2 separate regions of the Hordeum vulgare genome follow, and region 1 is linked to region 2. Evidence: chromatin contacts called from public Hi-C data. All regions are on one chromosome and are shown on one strand. Each heading gives the region's core, a stretch centred on a gene start, on an enhancer-like site or on the middle of the called end of the contact. The rest is flanking DNA. Distances are from core to core; before and after follow the strand shown. Region 1 has its middle 150 kb from the start of LOC123412440. Region 2 has its middle 79 kb from the start of LOC123441212.

Region 1 (7,257 bases), core at 3,280-5,779, 450 kb before region 2:
ATCAAACTATCTATCTACCACTACTTATCGCTTGCAAGTAACGAGTTCAAGGGGATTGACAAATAAACGTGTTGGGTGCAAGTGTGTGCTCTTTTGTGTCTAGGCGTTGAAGACGGGAAATTGCATGGCTTTCCTATTGGTTCGATAACTTTGGTTTTCACTGAGGAAAATATTTATCTATATTGTGTTACATCATCCACTCCTCTTCGGAGAAAATCCCAACGCAGATCACAAGTATCAGGAGGGTCCTCCAGCGTTTGGGACGCCGCAAGGGGGGTGGGGGGAGGGGGCGAGTCTGCCCCGCCGCAACCAACCTGAGGTGCGACGTGAAGCATGGAGGTGGCGACGGAGGAACGGGGTGGGGCCTGGTGCAGGTACGAAATTGCGCTGCCACCGACATCTCTCGGCGCGGTGTGGCTTTGCTGACTGGCCCTTCGGCTATGGCGATGCGGGCGTGGCGGTGCGAGAGAGGAGCTCCCAGCGGCGGCGAGGGTTTCCCCGTGTCACCAATCGCGGGAGACGTGAGTAGGGGGGGTAGGGGGTATCTTCATGTGTTGTTGTTGCTAACGGTGTTTGGCATCGCTTGTGTTTTGATCCTACCCTTTGTTTCTTCGTATGGCCAATCCTTCTTAGCATGCCTTTGTGGCCTTCAATTGTAAGCTATGTTAGTCGTTTTGATGTCACTACGGTTGGGCTACCACAAATTTAAGAAACAAATTGAAGCGACGATGCTATTTTATGAAGAAAAGAAATGTTCTACCATACTCATCCAAACAAAACTTATTTTGTTTCTTTTTAAAAATAAAGAGGTTCACATATACCAAGTTATAAAGAATAATTTCAATCGTGAGTCTGTGACAACCCTACTAACTTTCAAGTTCAATGATATTATAGTTTCGACGTTTCATCTTCTTCTAGTTACCAAGTGTGATGATACCATCGCAGCATTTGCAACAGGACACTGGAGGAGGAAGCTTGCACGCAACAGCGCAGAGATCGCATTTGGAACGCGTGGTTAATCGAATGGAGCGTAACGTACATTTCGACTGGAAAGGCACTAATTAAAGTTGTTTAGTTAGTTGGATTAGCTAGCTATAAGCTAGGCCGTAGTTAGTGACACGATCGATCGAATATGTATGGATCAACCTGACCCATCGGCCTCGCTTTCCTTTTTGCCCCGAAGGTCGCCGTCGAGTGTTTCGTGCTAACCCTCATCATGTCTGGCGATTAGTAGTAGTAACACGATGCACCTGCTTTAATAATTTCGGGGTCTATTTTTCGTTAATCCACCCGTTGCGACGCAAATCAGGAGGGTTTAATCGACCCTCATCTCATCTGGTAACCTTGTAGGATACGCCATCCCGGCTGCTCGTGCCTCACGAGAACTCTGTCGCAGCACGAAAGTCTGTCTCCCAATACGTACAAGTCAGCACGTACAAGTGAATGATCTCCGACGCTTGTAGCCTGTGGTCTCACTCACTCTGTCTCCGTGTGACAGCGTGGGTCGTGTAAGTGAGGCCATCTCTCTCCGTCTCCGAGATAGGGGACGGGTCGGGACAGTGATGGAGTTGCCAGGGAGGATTGATAGGTCGGGTTCAGAGAATTTAGCCCACATCAGGGTCACATGTCAGGTTGGTTTCAACACGTGTAGTTTTTGTTTTCTTTTGAACACTTCAACACGTGTAGTGGTTCGAAGCAGTCGTTAACTTTCTGGGTAGAAATGGCATTTCAATTTCAGAGATTTCCCTTCATGAGAAGGAAAGGGTAATGGCAATTGTGAGTGGCGCTCCCACTTGAGTATTCCGACATGATGTGTGTATCCAGAAAATAAGAGAGAGAAAAAATAAACACCATGCTGGTTTCACTACTAGCATAATTGTTTTCTTTTGAGCTAGTTGACCAAAAGGCGATATAAACGGAGCATCCGATCTTGTGAAGTTGATGGCTTGACGACATGAGGCCAGTAATTAATGCTTCCCCGTTCGGACCACGGTCGCCCTTTTTCTATAGCTCACCACCATGATCGCTTACACCAACAATCTTTTCTTTAGAACGCTCAGTATTTTATTTTATTTTGAGTACAACGGTCAGCTACAATCTGCAATCTTTAAATGAGGTTTGGTTTTCTAGAAGAATCTTGAAATGAGATAAATCGGGATTTTCATAGGTGGGACGAATCCATTTCACAGAAACAGGCGAGCAGGACTATGTTCTCGCTTTCTGCGAGACAGTAACTCCGCTCGGCTACAGGAGAGCCGGCAGTGGACCAGTCCAATAGCCTGCTTTCTTCGTTCGTTGTGATCACGTACTATATGTACATGCACATCTACATAGAATCCTCAAAAAATAAATCTACTTAGAAGCCAATTTCTCAAAAAAAAAATCTACAAAGGAGCCACGCACCTTTTCTTCTTTTTATTTTCTTTATATTTTAAAATATTATAAATAAATATACTTTTATTTTTTAAGTGTTCATCGCACATTTAAAAAGGTTTAAGAAGAGTAAAATAAAATTTCATGCATCTTTAAAAGTTCTTAGTACCAGTCCAAAAAGAATCTTTGTACAATGTTTCCTGCAATTTCAAATGTTTATACAATGTTTGCTACAATTCAAAAATATCTTCTTGAAGTTTGAAAATATATGTATTATAAATGTATTCAAATAATATAATTTTTTTCTAGAATTCAAACAATGATCAACATGTATTTCAAAAATATTTAACATTTATTCAAAACAATGTTCAAACATGTATTTGACAAATATTTATCATGTATTTAGAAATCGACTAAGCTAACGCACGATTCTTGAGCCGCTCAATCCGCTTCTGTTCTCGCGTGTACGATTCTTGAGTCGCTCAATCCACTTCTGCCCTCGCGTAAAAAGAGCTAAGAGGAAAATAGCCACTACTAGGGTTCAAACACACAACCTGTTGGTTGTGGCTATGACGCGCTACCAGATGAGATCAGTAACTGTTATGTTTCATGTACATATTAACTCATACTTGTACCTTAGTAAGTCATAGCGAGAAAGGAAGGCCACAGTGTCTTTGACGTGAGGACAAAACCATTTGCTCGAAGTTTTTTAATGGACTGATGCAACGTGTTTTGTACTCCACCTGTCTCTTTTTTCTAGTGATGAATATTTTTCTACATAAATAAATGTTTTGCTCCTATAAAATTCGAACATCAGTCTTTTTCTCGTGTGTCCTCCCTCGGTAAATTCTTTTAACGAGCCCGATAACTATACGCACCACAAACATGATAGTTTATATATAAATATCATGGTAGCATTTTTTACCCTAAAACAAACTAGTGTAAACATACCCTTGATATCTTTTTTATGAATAACATGGTAACTCACACATCGTATACCTGATAACTCACACACCCAGGCCCTGATAACTTTAGGGGTTGGGGAGTGTATGAATAGCATGGTAACTCGTAATTCGCAGAACTGATAACTTATGTACCCTGGTCCTGTTAACTTTGACGACGGGGGCAGGGGCTGTGAGTTGATGAAATATCACCTCATTAACTTTTATGTGACTGATAACTCACAAATCAAGACCTGATAACTTATGTACCCCGGTCCAGGTAACATCGGCCAAGAGGGTGCGGGTGGGGAGTTGTTGAAACATATCATGTTAAATTCTGTGCAAATAACATGGTATTTTACATCCCGAAGATATGATAACTTATGTACACCCCATAGTAACTTTGACCCGATTTGCACTATAGAAAATTTTGAAGTTTCGAAATAGGAAAGAATCTAAATAGTGAGAATGTACAATGACATCATCTTTTTTGTGCTCTAGCACATTTGCCCATGGAGAGAATGTTGGAGGAGCCATTTTTATGCCCCGGTAATTTGTATGTAAACAAGATGCTAACTAACACACCACAGACGTGATAACTTATTTTGCCTAGGTCTGATAACTTTTGACCTGAGAAAAAAAGTCTGATCTAGTTCTGAAGGTCTCGTCGCAATGAATCTTTTATGTAAAAGCGATTTTATAATCGGACAAACGGTTTGAGCTACAAAATATTTTGAAATTTTATTTTTAGATGAAATCTTTGCTGGCATCAGCTTTTATTTTTTCCGCATGCAGCTAACGTTCGAAGCCTACATGCCCGTTGAGAAAGTCCATGCATGCGCGATTAATAAGCGATTAGAGGAGGTGTTCAGATCTATTGCTTAACTTTCAAACAGTCAGAAGTTAGCAAAGATCTTTAGAAATATTCAACATGTTGATACATGTTACACATGTATAGAAAAACTAAAACGTGTATTAAACATTAGACATGTATTTGAACAAAAGGAAACAATAAAAACAAAAATAAAATGCACAAAATGTAAAAACAATGTAAAAGGATAAAAAGAAAAATTGCAACGAACATTCCCAAAACATGTCAAAAATTGATGGTATTTTGCATGAACTGGTCACAACACCGCTCCATGTATGTGTCAATTTGGCCGGCCCATCTTGCTGCTCACCTACATCCAGGAAGGAACTCGGTCTCGGCAAACCCTATTTAATGCCACAAGCGCCGGTTAAAGGCAAAATGTGCTAATCGGCGCCTGCAGCGCTCCGCAATGGGCCGTCCCATCTAAAAGTTTTTCATGAACTCTTTTAGCCCGTGAACTGTTTTAACCCGTGAACATTTTTTGAAATCGGTGAACTTTTTTGAAAATCGTTGAACTTTTTTTTTGAATCGATGAACTTTTTTGAAAAGTGATAAACATAATTTAAAATTGATGAACTTTTGTTGAAATCAGTGAACTATTTTAAAACTTTATGACCTTTTTTCAAAATTGGTGAACTTTTTTTCGAATTCTGTGAACTTTTCGAAAATTCATGAACATATTTCCAAAAATCGGTGAACTTTTTTCCATAATCACTGAATCTTTTTCACAAATCTGAACTTTTTGAAAATTCTATGAACTTTTTATCAATTTTTCAATAACCAACGAATTTAATATGGGCCGCCCCGCGAAGAAGGCCGCTGCAGGCGCCCGTTCCCCTAGTGGCGCGTCAAGCGCCACATAGAAGTCCCCTCGGTCTCGCGATTGTCAAGATATAGCTCCCGCACCTCCAGGCCATATTGTATGCAATAGCCTACCACCACCCATGGCAAGGGTGGACCCAAGATCAATTTTTAGAGGGGTAAAGATGTACTAAATGGATTGCTAAGTGGGGATAAATCATTATTTAGCTTTGCATATTAAAAGTGCGCTAAAATTTTTGTGGGGGCAGCACTGGATTCGCCCCTGACCCAGACGAGACTAGTTTGCGCTAGCATATGTAGCAAACACAAGTGCACAACAAGCAATTAAACCATCAGCCGTCGTGCCTCCTCAACATCTTAAGCACTAATTGGCGAATTGGTGCTCGGAGAAACGCGCTCATGCGCATGCCAGGCTATTGCCCATTAAGGTTAGCCCACCTCCTCGCTTAGTTTTCTCACAAGTTCGCTCATTTTCAAGAAAAAAATCAGTATTCAGATTTAAAAAAACATTTATTTCACACAAAAAAATCAAGAATTTGAAAAAAAAATGTGAGTTTAATAAATGTTTCAGAAGTTCGCTTAGTTTTCTCACAAGTTCGCTCATTTTCAGTTTCTATATATTGGGTCGCGCTATTCGTCACCCTGCGTGAGGAATAGTTATTCTTCACCCCCTCTATTTTAACATCAATGCACCGTAATTTTACGTTCCGTAAATTTTGTCTTATTTTATACGTAAAAAGATATCATAAAAATATAATTAATGTAAAAATATTTTATGTCATGTAAAATTACGACCATACAAAAATAGTGCAAAAAATACAACAAACTCAATTTTTTTGGTCTTGTGACCTATATTTTTGTTTTCTTTTGTCAAATTTTACGTAGTGATTCAATATAAATGTAAATATTTGTATTTCAAATATAATTTATTTGTAAATTGATCATAAGATTATCTCGGGTGAAGAATAAACTATTTTGCACCCTGGGTGATGAATAGAGTTTCTATATATTTATATATATATATATATATAAAGTCTATTCACCATCCAGGATGCAGAATAAGTTATTCTTCATCCGAGGTAATTTTACGATTGTTTCATAAATAAATTAATTTTGAAATGCAAAAAGTTACATTTATATTGATTCACCATGTAAAGTGTGACATAAGAAAACAAAAATATAGGTCATAACACCAGAAAAATGGTGTTATATATATTTTTACACTATGTTTTTGTGTTTATAATTTTACGCGACACAAATTATTTTTTAGGGTGACTATATATTTCTTACGGTATGTTTTTATGTATGAAATAAGATAACATTGACGAAACGTAAATTACGATGCATTGATATGAAAATAGAGGGGGCAAAGAATAACCAATCCTCATTCAGGATGACGAATAGTCAATCAATATGATATAGAAAGTCTATTAACAATCCTGGGTGAGGAATAAGTAATTCCTCACCCAAGTCAATCGACCGAGGGAGCGGCCCTGCATAATATTCGCGAGTGTAAAATTAGGTTTGCCCACTGTAAAATTATGTCAGATGGAAACGGTTGGGCTTTGGCTGGTCGCTAGGAGCTAGCCCACTCACCCCGTAGGCCCGTACACGAACCTTTTCATGTGAGCGGTTTTCACGGGCTCGGACATGTGTTCCTCTCACCCCGACCCATCTCCTCTTTAGAAATTGCGGCGGCGGCGATAGCAGCGGCGCCGGAGGGACCAACGGGAGGCGAGGGTAGGGCTACTCCCCTCTCTCCCTCGTGAAGTACCCCCCGCCCCCCTCGCCTCTCTGATGCGGTGGCGACCAGGAGGAGCTGTAGACGGTGCCATGATACGCGCGAGCACGGCGACGACAATGTCCTTCTCCGTCATCACTCTCCACCGTCGGCTTTCTTCTTGCCTGTAAGATCTCCCTCACCTTCCTCCTCCTTCACGAATTTCAGTATTTCTAGGGCTAGGTTCTTGGTTTTTGGGAGCGAGGCAGAAGAAGAGAAATAAGACAAAGGAAAATAAACAGGAGAGGAGCTTGCATACTGAAGGGCGATGTAGGTTGATGGTGGAGACTGTTGCTCTGCGGTGAGATCAATTCAAGGAGGAGGTGGATATCATGGTATATGATGAGAAGAAGGCCATGTGGATGGTGGAGAGAAAGAGGAGGAGCTCACGGCTACATAGGAGGAACAACAGTAAAATATCTTCTTAGATCCCGCCAACGGCGATGGCCCTGTTTCTATTCTGTTATAGA
Region 2 (6,904 bases), core at 1,991-4,490:
TCGTGCCAGGACACGGACTCGGTGCGTCCGTCAGGCCCTGCAGCCGCGGGCCCGGCGTTGTCCCCCGCCTCGGCTCTGGTGCGGTCTCCCCCATGCGGTGCGCCTGCAGCGGGCCCGTCGCTCTCCCCCCGCCTCGGAGCTGGCGCGGTCTCCTCCCCGCGGTGCACCTGCCATGTCCCCCGCCTCGGAGCTGGCGCGGTCTCCTCCCTGCGGTGCACCTGCCATGTCCCCTGCCTCGGAGCTGGCGCGGTCTCCTCCCCGCGGTGCACCTGCCATGTCCCCTGCCTCGGGATCGGGTGGGTCTTCTGGATGTGGTGAGCCGTCGCTGGCCGACACGGCCGATTCTTCTGCGGGGCCCGCCCTGTCGCCTGTCGCGTCGCCCCCGCACCCCGAGATGGATTCTCCCGCGCCTGCTGCCTCATCCGGTTCGCTGCATGCCTCCGATTCGCATGCAGACGAGGCATCTTTGGACTCTGCACTGGTACACTGTATTCAGCAACACATGCAACCAACGCCCTCTGCGCCTCCACCTACACGTGCTCACACTCGGTCCCAAAGTGGTATTCTCAAACCCAAAGTTCATACCGATGGTTGTATTCGTTGGGGCTCTTTCTGTGCTACAGGTGAACCAGACAATCTTAAGGAGGCCATTGGGGATCCTAAGTGGAAAGCTACTATGGATGAAGAATTTGGTGCACTCTTGTCAAATAAAACGTGGCATTTGGTTCCACCGCGTCGAGGACAGAATATCATTGACTGCAAATGGGTCTATAAGGTAAAACGGCATTCTGATGGTACCATTGATAGATATAAAGCCCGTCTAGTTGCAAAAGGTTTTAAACAACGCTATGGTATTGATTATGAGGATACTTTTAGCCCAGTTGTCAAGGCTGCAACCATTCGTCTAATTCTGTCTATTACTTTGTCTCGTAATTGGTCTATGCGACAACTCGATGTTAAGAACGCGTTCTTACATGGTGTTCTGGAAGAGGATGTTTTCATGAGACAACCATGTGGGTATAAAGATCCACAGTCACCTACTTTTGTTTGCAAGCTTGACAAAGCATTATATGGCCTCAAACAAGCACCTCGGGCATGGTATTCTCGTTTGTCTTCCAAACTTCAGTCACTTGGATTTCATCCTTCACAGGCGGATACCTCCTTGTTTTTCTATTCTAGACATGGAGTCACAACTTATCTATGTTGATGATATTATTGTTACTAGTTCCTCTGCTCAAGCGGTTGATGCCCTCTTAAAAGATCTTCGCATAGACTTTGCACTCAAGGATCTTGGTGCGCTCCACTACTTCCTTGGCACTGAGGTAACCCCTACTCGAGATGGCATCATTCTATCACAAGGCAAGTATTTACTAGACTTACTTACACGTGTAAGCATGAAAGGCTGCAAACCTGTCCCAACTCCTCTACCAACAACCAAAAAATTATCTCTTTATGATGGTGAGCGTCTTTGTGATGAGGACTCTACAAAATACAGAAGTATTCTTGGTGCCTTGCAATATGTGACCTTAACTCGTCATGATATCTCTTTTTCGCTCAACAAAGTTTGTCAGTTTTTACATGCTCCTACAACAGTTCATTGGTCCCTGGTCAAGCGCATTCTTCGCTATTTACAAGGAACTATGAATCATGGTATTCGTATCAGTAAGTCAGATTCTATGCTGGTTAGTGCCTTTTCAGATGCAGATTGGGCTGGTTGTCCCGATGATCGCCGCTCCACAGGGGGTTTTGCAGTTTTTCTTGGCAGTAATCTAGTCTCTTGGATTGCTCGCAAACAACCTATTGTGTCTCGCTCCAGTACAGAAGTTGAATATAAAGCACTGGCCAATGCAACTTCTGAAGTTATTTGGGTACAAACTCTGTTGACGGAACTGGGTGTGCATCATCCCCGAGCAGCATCTCTTTGGTGTGATAATTTGGGTGCTACTTACTTGTCTGCAAACCCTATATTCCATGCGCGAACCAAACATATTAAGATCGATTATCACTTTGTTCGGGAAAGGGTTGCCAACAAGCTGTTGAATATCAGGTTCATCCCTACAGGTGATCAAGTGGCAGATGGTTTACTAAGCCTTTAACAGCTCGGCAATTGGATGTTTTTAGTCGCAATCTTAACTTGGGCAGTTGTGATTGAGGGGGGATGTTAGACAATATATCGCTGTATACATACGTGACTTGTATAACACGTATAGGCGTGCGTGTGTATTAGGGTAGGTTAGGATCTCTCTCTATCCCATTATGTTTAAACTGTAGATAAGAGTAGATTGATCTTAAACCTCCATTTGATGTATATCTCTTCGGCTTATGCCTATATAAACATGCACGCGTCCCTGCTAAGAGCATACGCTTCCAGCCTTTTCCACAGGGAGCGCGTCCGACCGTCGGAAGAGTCGCAGCCAGCCGGAGGACCACACGCCAGATCGTGGTGGAGGAGGAGTCACAGAGCTAGCCGTCGGGGCGCGGCCCAGGCAGCCATAGCTCCCACCGGAGTAGCACGAACGACGACAGGGAAGGAGGGGTGCCCGCCGCATCGAGGGAGTTCGCGGGAGGGGTGAGGAGGGTTGGGGGCCGCACGACGCGTGAGATCCGCCCCACCGCTGCCATCTTGGGGCCGGCGCGGCTTCATCGGCTGGCCCTCCGACAGCGGCGATGGGGGAAGGGCGGCACCAGGGGCGGAGCCAGGATTCAGACATAGGGGGGGCCAAGCCAAGCTGATATTTTTTTGTCTAATGTACAGTAATAAGTACCATAATGATGTGTTCCTTCGATCAATTAATGCATAATTATGTTTATATTAATTTCAACTTGTCCTTACGATTGTTAATAAGGTCGAGAATATTAATAATTCTATCATATGAGAACTTAACTGGTAATTGCTTTTGAATGTACATTATCATGCAATTCAAAAACAAGGCAAATCTCATTAGAATAGGATTGGTACACATGTCAATATCACTAGGTCGAGAGCATGAAGCAATAGACACAAAACTCAAGTATATTTTTATGGTGTTTGGGGGCGCTTTTTTATTCATAAGGCATGGCAGATCACAAAAGCAATAGACACAAAACTGAAGTATATTTTTTGTTGATCCCCCCCCCCCCCCCCCCCCCCCCCCCCCCCCCCCGCGCGTCTGCCACTGGCCGGCACCGGGGGGCTGTTGGACGGGGGCTAGGGTTCCCGAGCCGCCCCTGTACCACCACCACTACTTAACATGGAGTTAACGGATACTAACCGTTTGTGTACGGAGGAGAGGGAGAAGAGAGAAGGCGACGTATATGTCTCGGTCTGTATGACCATATGTGTGCATGTGGCGGGCGAGCGATCTCCATCGACGCGCGACCATCCAGCTAGCTGCATCTGCATGGTCGAGGCTCGAGGGTGACCAGTCACCCGATGGAGGCTTGCAGTCTTCCCGTTTACCCGATGGAGCCATCCGACGACATATCACACATGTACCGTAACCGTACTGACTCGATGAGAGAGACGTCGCACGAGAGAACAGATACATGGCTGTCAGACAGACCGTAGGTACGTTTAGATGAGCAGCACAGCGCATTTGGGGTGCATGGTAGAGGCAGCAGATAGATGTTACTTTTGCATAAAAACATACTCCCGAATGGTGCATGTCATTTTAGCAGGTGATTGATCGATTGCGAGAGCGTTTTAGGTGGCCTAACAGCTAGGGATGGTTCAGAATTCAAACAGAGCAAACCGTACGTCCATGCCAACGAGAGATGGAAGGTCGTTGAAAATAATAGTTCAGGGATCGAGTGCCTTTTTGAAAAAAAAAAGTTGAGGATCGTACCTGATTACTACTGCGCGCTTGTGAGGATTGAGGGCTGAAAGCAACTCCAACGCGGCGACTCATTTCATTCGTCGTCGTCTGTTTCAATCCATACGAATAAAAATGATGGTCCAACGCGCTGACTCATTGCCAAATCGCGTTTACACCGACCCATTTTCGGTCCAAATTTAAAACTGAAATGCATCGACGCGCCCTCTCGATGTCCGTTTCATCCACATCCGCCGGTCGTCCAACTACCCACAGTCAACTTAATTAATGACAGTCACCCTCCATGGGCCCACGCGTCAGCGATCGCGGTCGGTCTTTTTTAATCCGAGTGTGCGGCGGGGTTCGGCCTCATCTACTTCCAGAACCTCCCATCCTCATCTCGTCACCTCTGTGCTCCCTCGTCGACGACCAAACCCTAGCTAGCGGTCATGGCCGGCACCTCCCAAAACAAGGACAAGTCCCCCGTCTACCCCCACACGGTCTTCTCGCTGGCCTCGCCAACGCGTTAGCGTCCCGGTGCATCAAGCGCGGTGCCACTGGGAGTACCGCATCCCGTTGTCGTACCTAGACGTGACCCTCCCGCACCACTCGCATCTGCATCCGGAGAGAATCCCGGTGTCGGCCGTGCCGCGGTCGACTCGGATGCATGCGGAGGAGGTGATTTGCCGGCGGCGACAGCTGACGCCGGAGTAGCGGCTCAACCCTGTGTACGCGGCTGACTCTCCCGACTGGGAGGTCTCGTTCTTGGTCGAGCACGAGGAGCAATGTCGGCGCGGCGTGCGCGACGTGCAGCCAGGAGGTTGTCCGCCGCCCCGCCCGTCGTTAGCGACGAGGACCAAGAAACGGAGGCCGCCTACTAGGCGGCGCTGGCACCCGCATTCGGCGAGAGCGAGGAGGAAGAGCGGTGCAAGGCCGAGGAGGAGGAGGCGGCGTACGAGGCACGGCCTGCGGAGGCCATCGCACTGTCCACCGCCGGTGACTGCGTCATGCCCCCTCCGCCAAAGACCGAGCCCATGGAGCCGCAGCGGGAGCTCTACCAGTGGATCGGCTGCGTCCATGAATCGGTCTCCGCGCCCCCATCTGATTGGGCGCGACACCGGAGCAGGAGGCCGTCTACCTCCAGCACTGGAGGACGTTGCACATGGAGGAGGAGCGCGCCGATGCGCGACAGATGAAGCTGGAGCGGGACGACAAGGAGGAATGGCTGGAGATGGAGGAGGAGGAGCGCGCCCGTGCTGCGCTGCCAACGCCACCAGCACAGCCCGCACCTGCGAGACAGACGATGGTGGCGCAAGCAGCGGTGTACCCCTGGGTCGGTCATGCGCCAACGCTGATCGACCTCACCGGCCCCGGCCCTGACACCGACGACGAGGACGCCTAGGGCAGCGCGCTGTCTCGTATTTTATGTTTTTTATGTTTAATTAATGTAATAAAAACGCGTGGACTCTCGTCGGCCTTCGTGACCCGTTTTTATGATTAACTAATGTTTGTTTTATTTTTAAAAATGGTTGCATATATTTTTCACGTCTTATTAAAATGGATCGGATCACTGTTGAACGCATGCGTCGATCCGAACGCGGAAGGGGACATTTGTCCGCCGGCCGATTCTAAGGGACAAAATTGGGATAAATGCGTCGGGTCGCCCATTGGAGTTGTGAGCGGCGTGGTCCGGACAGAGTCAGCGGCGCTGCGTTTTATCTTCCTCTTTTGACGTCGCAGCGGCTGCTGAGTGCTCTGCTTTAGGTGTGAAATCTGCGTGGTGACCCACTCTAGCTGCTTCTCGCCCTGTTGCACCATCTACCTACCGGGCTGCTTTTGCCGGCGAACCTGGCTCGGTGTCTTCGGCAGCGCATCCCCTTCATCTAACTGGCGTGGACAACGGCAAAACGGTCCAGGATTTGGTTCCGTTATATATATACTTTTTCCACCGTAATCCTGCTACGTTATTTCTCTTCTTTGGATGAAGAGACAATTTCATTGACGAGAATGAAGATCAAGAGGATAAAAAACAATGAGCACTAGAATGAAGATCAGAAGGATAAAGAACAATGAGCACACAGTCGACTTTTACACAATTATGCTACACACTGCTAACATCGATACACACATAACAAAAACATGCTGACAAACAGCAAAAAATATAAGATCAAAGGTATGCCTAAATAAAAAAAAGTAAAATATCTCTAAGTGATCAGATCCGCATCGACAAACTACGGCTATGGTCATGCCTACACAAACCATCTCATGACACAAAAATAATAATGAGGTTCTTTAACAACAATACCTTTAAAAAGGGAGACATGGTCAAGCTCCGCCATCACCAGATTCAATCATCAATGACAATAATCTAAGCTTTCATCTTGAAGAATGAGACCGAGCATCTTCGAGCAATGTCTTTAACAAGGTGGTGATCCGACAACATTGTCATTGCCATGCATAAACAACATGGGTGAGAATAAGGTTTTCACCCCCGGTGCTCATCGAAGTCAATCAAGTGTTGTTACCATCACTTTTTCACTATCCCAACAGCTACATGTGCTTGCCTAGAAAACCAACCGCCGCTGCTGCACAACAACCCTCTGCATCAAGTAATCAATCGTAGATTGCATCACACTGACAAAGCCAAGCACCAGATCTGAGGAAAGGGAGCCTCACAGAAAACTTTTGATGACCATCGTAATACGCAGCGGTTCGCCATCGTAGTTCGGACTATCCATTATTGACGCTCGAGGTGGCAAAGCCTACGTTATTTCTCTAACAGATATACACCTAGGGCTCAAAATAACACACAAAACTCGATACACAAACAAGTACTTGCTACTTTTTTTTATGAGAAGGACCCGGATTTGCTATAAAAGTTCACCAAAAGTAAAAAGCATCTCAAACATAATAAATATTACATCGAGCTCCCTGGGCCTCTGAGCAACCACTACCATCACTAGAACAAGTTGTTGATGCGCCGATGTCGTTGTTTTATCACAACAGATGCCATGGGGTGGCTTATCTCGAGTGGTTGGGGCCAATGTGCATCGACGGACTCCGGGAACGGGATTGGGAACAAGCGGTGTTGACGTGTGATGTACCCAACCGCC

The links. A called contact is a pair of places that touch in the nucleus more often than the background predicts.
Region 1: a contact with region 2 is called in a Hi-C map of leaf, with 2.1 times the contacts expected there. The contact joins two enhancer-like sites. A contact is called at or near these places in 2 of 6 Hi-C or Micro-C datasets (both in leaf).

What each region holds. Positions count from the first base shown.
Region 1 is chr1H:411,936,028-411,943,284 of MorexV3_pseudomolecules_assembly, reverse strand. No RefSeq gene overlaps it. Among protein-coding and RNA genes, the nearest start is that of LOC123412440, 150 kb to the right of the region's middle. Within about 2 kb of position 4,529, at least 1 of the 3 cell types and tissues checked has open chromatin away from gene starts, as enhancers often do. A contact at or near this core is called in leaf, where this site is marked.
Region 2 is chr1H:411,480,782-411,487,685 of MorexV3_pseudomolecules_assembly, reverse strand. No RefSeq gene overlaps it. Among protein-coding and RNA genes, the nearest start is that of LOC123441212, 79 kb to the right of the region's middle. Within about 2 kb of position 3,240, at least 3 of the 3 cell types and tissues checked have open chromatin away from gene starts, as enhancers often do. A contact at or near this core is called in leaf, where this site is marked.